Linked DNA regions of Oryzias latipes: region 2 is linked to region 1. Evidence: chromatin contacts called from public Hi-C data. All regions are on one chromosome and are shown on one strand. The core of a region is the stretch at or near the end of the contact, and the rest is flanking DNA. Distances in the headings are between cores, read along the strand shown. Region 1 has its middle 80 kb from the start of LOC105356921. Region 2 holds the start of sox11 (transcription factor SOX-11).

What was found. Hi-C and Micro-C count contacts between places; a contact is called where the count stands out from the background.
Region 2: a Hi-C map of embryo shows a contact between it and region 1, with 1.6 times the contacts expected there. The contact joins the promoter of sox11 here to the enhancer-like site in region 1. A contact is called at or near these places in 2 of 5 Hi-C or Micro-C datasets (both in embryo).

Annotation. Positions count from the first base shown.
Region 1 is chr22:10,554,059-10,556,758 of ASM223467v1, forward strand. No RefSeq gene overlaps it. Among protein-coding and RNA genes, the nearest start is that of LOC105356921, 80 kb to the left of the region's middle. Within about 2 kb of position 1,298, at least 5 of the 8 cell types and tissues checked have an H3K27ac peak or open chromatin away from gene starts, as enhancers often do. A contact at or near this core is called in embryo, where this site is marked.
Region 2 is chr22:10,642,497-10,645,196 of ASM223467v1, forward strand. sox11 (transcription factor SOX-11) reads left to right here and starts at 1,333. Exons shown (of 1, transcript XM_011490563.3): 1 at 1,333-2,700. The coding sequence starts at 1,488. The coding sequence ends at 2,567.

The DNA of each region.
Region 1 (2,700 bases), core at 48-2,547:
TCGGAAGCATTCCAGGAAACAAGAGCTGAATTGAAATCCATCCAAATCTAATTAAAAACTCCCAATACAAAAAAAAAGGGGGGGGGGGGGGGGCTGTGCTTTTTTGACAGTTTGATTGGAGGGATGTGAGGCACGGTGACGGAGGGCCTACTGTAACTGTTTCACAGGAGGCTTCACGTGGTGCTGCTCCTTAGAGAGTGTGTGTGTGTGTGTGTGTGTGTGTGGGGGGGTGCCTTTTGTTGTTATTGGAGACAGACAGGCATTCCTGATAAATGCGAAAATGTGTCAAAACTCGGGAGGGAAGCCGGGGAAGTACTAGAGGTAAAATTTGGCCTACTTGGGCATCATTACAGCTATTGTGTGGCTGTCACGAGTTCAAAGAATCCACGGTACATCTTTGATGATCCAGTCAATGACTTCCACTCTTTTTTTTTTTTGTCCGTCATTGGTTCTGTTTTACTTTTCAGGTTCAAGAACTTTCAGGTTGGAATATAAGAACACTCAGCAACACCTAAAATAACCGAACTGCAGACTCGGCAGTAACTGGGCATGAAGCCACGGGGAAATGTGAGAGCGTCTGGCTTCTCATGGACGGCACTTCAAATGTTGTCTGACCACAGGAAGAAGAAGGAAAAAAAGAGAGAGAAATCAATATTTCTTTACAGACCTGGGAGGCTGAGGCCTTGCCTAATGCCCCAACAACAGGCTTTAGAGCCTTGTGTGTCCCGTAAACCTATCGGATCTCTGCAATCTCCAACTCTGCCCGGCGACAGACCCTAGGTCCCACTCGGGGCCCCTACTGCAAGCCCCTTGTTCCTCCCCAAACAACTCCTCACTTCCCAGCGCTGTTAGCATTGTTAATGGCCATTGTTATGAATGACGACCTCTGCTCTTGCGCCTTTATTGGCAGGCCCGGGCAGGCAGATGGATAGGCCGCCGCTTCTCCTCTGCTATCAGGACTGCCCAGACGTTGGGGTCCAGGAGTGGCGGAACAAAGTAGGAGGAATGATGCCCCAAAGGGGGAGGGGGGGGTAGAAGCGAGGGGACAGGGATGAGGGGGTAGAGTCAAGGGAAGGAGGCGTCACAGACAAAAAAAAACACTGAATAGGAGGGGGCAACAGACAAGGGTGAAGGAGCAATGGAAGGTAGCAGGTCTCTCCTCCCCTGAATACATTTGCAGCTCCATTGTAAAGGTTGTAAGAGAGGAGTGTGGCTGCTGTCTGTGGCAGAGGCTTATATTCTCAACAGCCTGTGGAGAGAAGGATGAGGAGGTGGGTGAACGAGGGGGGAAACTGCCCCGCTGCTGGCCCCCTGCCTAGCCCCCCTCCTCCTCCTCCTCCTCCTCCACGCCCCCTGATCCAGCACCCCTGCCTGGTGATGAATGGTGGTACTTGCTGAAAGTGAAGCCTGCTGGTGAGCTTTGGCTCAGACGGGAAAAGGAGACGGCTTGGAGGATCATGGGGACGAAGTCGGCAAAAGGCACACAAGCAAAAAAAAGGGGGGGGGCTTAAACAGGTTTATGAAGACAATCAAATCTGTTCGGACACTTTGTGGTTAGCTGGTTAGAATCCTGCAATGCTGGTACAAATTTACTGCATTTCCTGTGCAGAGCTCAGCTATAAAGCTACATTCACGTGGCCACTGGAAACCCATGTTCAAGCGTTTTAATTAAAGGTCTGTGCAAAACCACGTAAATGTGTCGTTATGCAAGTTTCTACGATCATATTTGGGCTCTACGTACAAAACATGCAACCATTGATGCCCGTTGAAAGGTAAACCAGTTCAAACATTGACCAATCAGGCAGTGAGGTATGGATGGCGTCCCTTTTTATTCACAGAGTGGAAATTAATAACTGCGGTTTATGTGTAGCTGGAATTCTACAACATTAATAAGTCAGTCATATAATCGGAAGGAAGATTTGTGAGATTTGATTTGCTTTGAAATTTCGCACCAAGACTATTTCCAATTGTACGTACATGCCCTAGTAACCGGAATGCAACAGACCTTTGTGAACACCATTTGCTTAAAGCACGTTCTTGAACGTGCAACATAAAAACACTTGTGAACGTAGCATAAGACAGCGCACCTCTTTTTTTTTTAATAGCAAAAACTGATACATCCATAATAACCCTTTAGCAATTGTTGACATCTATCCTCAAAGAAAAATAACTTACAAGTCACACCTGAGTACAAGTCGCAACCCTGGCCAAACTATCCAAAACAATTTTATAAAACACAAAAATTGTTGTAAATTAGGAGCGGTCAATAAAAAGCTGTTTGAAATAGAGCATATTTGTGACATAGAAAATACAGTGGGCGGGGCCACAGGATCCCCGCTCTGCTCAAACCTCATTTTGCTCATCAGAGCTGGCATCTGTTTCAAAACTGTACAGCGTTCGTTATCTTTTGTTGAATTGATAATGTTAAGTTGGGGTTGCGAGGGGCTGTTAGCTAGCGGGAGAACATGTAAACAGAGAGCTCTCAAAAACGGGGAGCCCAACCCAAAACTTAGAGGCGAATTTCTGATGAACTACTGCAGCTCTGTAGAAACTGTGTCCCAGCAAAATACTTTTTTTTTTTTTTTTTTTTAAAGATGATTGCAGTGGGCCTTTAAAGCCCCCCCCCAACCTCTTGAAGCAGAACAGCTCATCTTCACTGCTTATTGATCAAAGTCCAGTCCCCTATAACAGCCTATCACC
Region 2 (2,700 bases), core at 83-2,582, 88 kb after region 1:
ATCTCCTCAAGTCCCTTCCTCCAAATGTGGCCCCCCATTTTTATTTCCCTCTACCCTCCTCGCCGTCCTGTCGCTGTGCTTTCTGATTCGCTCTGTATCAGTTGAGACACTTCTTAAGCCCCCAGCTGGGGGAGAATACAGTGGCTTGGTGGGGGGAAGGGGTTTCAAAAGGGTAAGTGATTGCCCTCTAGGGGACGAAGCAGTGCGAGAGATGGGATGGGGGGGAGAAAAAAACAGAGGCAGGACGCCTTATCGCCCCAGCCTCCAACAACACTGTTGGCTACCTCCCAGATCCATTGGGGGAAGAGGAGGAGGAGCATGGATGAAGAGGGGGGGCTGCAAGAGAGACGCCAGCTAGATGCTCCAGCTGCCTCTTGACACAGCAGACTCAGCAGGGTGCCTTCCATCTCTCCCCCTGCCAGCAGAGCTCAGTGCAGTGGCTGCACAGGCAAAAAAAAAAAAAAAACATTCAAAAAAACATTTCCATCTGAAAGACCCACATTGCTGCACCAACATTTGCTCAAATTGCACAGAAAAAAATTACAGCTTTACTTTTGGGCCTCTCGGAGTTTAAGCATCCCCACAATTAGCAGACATAAATCACCCATCTGTGCGTGTCTGTGGGATGCTGCAGGTGTGTTGTCACTGGAAACTGGAAGTGTGCTACTGACCTACTTCCTTCATTCAGACCTGTCTGCTCACTGAAACTAAGAAAATATGACATAAAAACACCCTTTGAGGCTAAAAAAAAATTTTTAAATCACATTTTTATGTTTTACTAAAGAAAATTGTCACATAAAAGGGTTAAGACTTAATTAGAATGTAAAAAAGAAATGACATTAAATCTGGCCGCAGACATGCAGACGCACGGATGCGCTCAGGCGCCTGCAACAGTGTCCAAGCGCCACCTTCAGTATACAACCTAAGGGAGGAGGGGGAAGGGGATGAAAAAAAAAAACAAAAAAACCTTGGAACAATTAGAAAACCTGTAGCCAAACAGCATTTCAAAGAATAAACAAAAACATTTCTGGAGGCACAAACAAATAAACAAAAACCAAAAAAAAAAGTGCTCCCGGGAGCGCAAAGTGCATGTTTAATATGCTTGTGCTGCTCCAGACGCTGCGCACCACAAATCCCCACCTTCCACGCCAATGCGCGTTCGGGAAAGAAGCAGAACGGGGGGGGGGGGGGGGTGGGGGGTGGGAGAGAAAAGGGTTAAACGGGGGGAGTCTTGGATTGGAGTTTGCTGGGCGGAGTGCGGGACGTGATTGGGTGGATTAGTGTGACGCAGGGGACATGAAAAAGCTGATAACTAGTTAAGAAGGCAGTTTGTAACTCTGGAAAAAGAGTGCAGAGCTTGAGACGCGGAGAACGTGGCGCGCAAAATTACGCACGCAGAGAGCTGAGCCGTCTTGGCGGTGAGGAGCTGGAGCGCGATTTTTTTTGGGGGGGGGAGTCAAAGGAAGAAGAAAAAACCGGGGGGGAGGATGGTGCAGCACATGGACAACAGCGAGACGGATGGAAGCATGTCCAGGGAGGCGACGGACACGGAGGAGAGTGAATTTATGGCGTGCAGTCCCGTGGCGATCAACCCGGACTGGTGCAAAACGGCCACCGGGCACATCAAGAGACCCATGAACGCCTTCATGGTCTGGTCCAAGATCGAGCGGAGGAAGATCATGGAGCAGTCGCCGGACATGCACAACGCGGAGATCTCCAAGCGCCTGGGGAAGCGGTGGAAGATGCTGAAGGACAGCGAGAAGATCCCGTTCATCCGGGAGGCGGAGCGGCTCCGGCTCAAGCACATGGCCGACTACCCCGACTACAAATACAGACCCAAGAAAAAACCAAAGCTGGACGCGTCCAAGTCCTCGGCGCCGTCTCCGGAGAAGTGCGCAAAGCTGGCGAAGACTCCCAGCAAGAAGTGCTCTAAGATGAAGAAGAGCGGCTCCAAGTCTGCGCACAGCTACGGGGACGACTGCGTCTTTAAAGTTGCAAAAACTGTCAAAAGTGAGCTGACGGACGATGAGGACGACGACGACTACGAGGAGGACTACCGGATGGGGATTAAGCGCGCGGAGGAGGAGCGCCTGCGGCCCTACAATGTAGCCAAAGTTCCCGCGAGCCCAACTTTGAGCTCCTCCGCGGAGTCCGAGGGCGCGAGCATGTACGAGGAGGTGCGGAGCCACAACAGACTCTTCTACAACATCAAGAGCAAGCAGAGCGCGGCCGCCTCCGTCTCACCAGCATCCTCCCGGTCGGTCTCCACATCCTCCTCCTCCTCCTCCAGCAGCAGCAGCAGCAGCTCCTCTTCCTCCTCTGGAGAGGACGCAGACGATTTATTGTTTGACTTTAGTTTGAATTTCGCCCCCAGCGCGCCGGGATCAGAGCTGGGGAACTCCGGAAACCTGTCCCTGTCTCTGGTGGATAAGGACCTGGACTCTTTCAGTGAGGGCAGCCTGGGCTCCCACTTTGAATTCCCAGACTACTGCACGCCGGAACTCAGTGAGATGATCGCAGGGGACTGGCTGGAGGCGAACTTTTCAGACCTGGTCTTCACATACTGAAGAGAGAAAAAAAAACCCTCAAGAAACGTGTAAAACTGTTCTTTAAGTAAGGGAGATTTGAACGGAGCCCAGCCTCCTGCAGGCGTTTTTGGGCCCTTTTTTCTATTATTATTATTGGAGAGTCCTGGAAGAA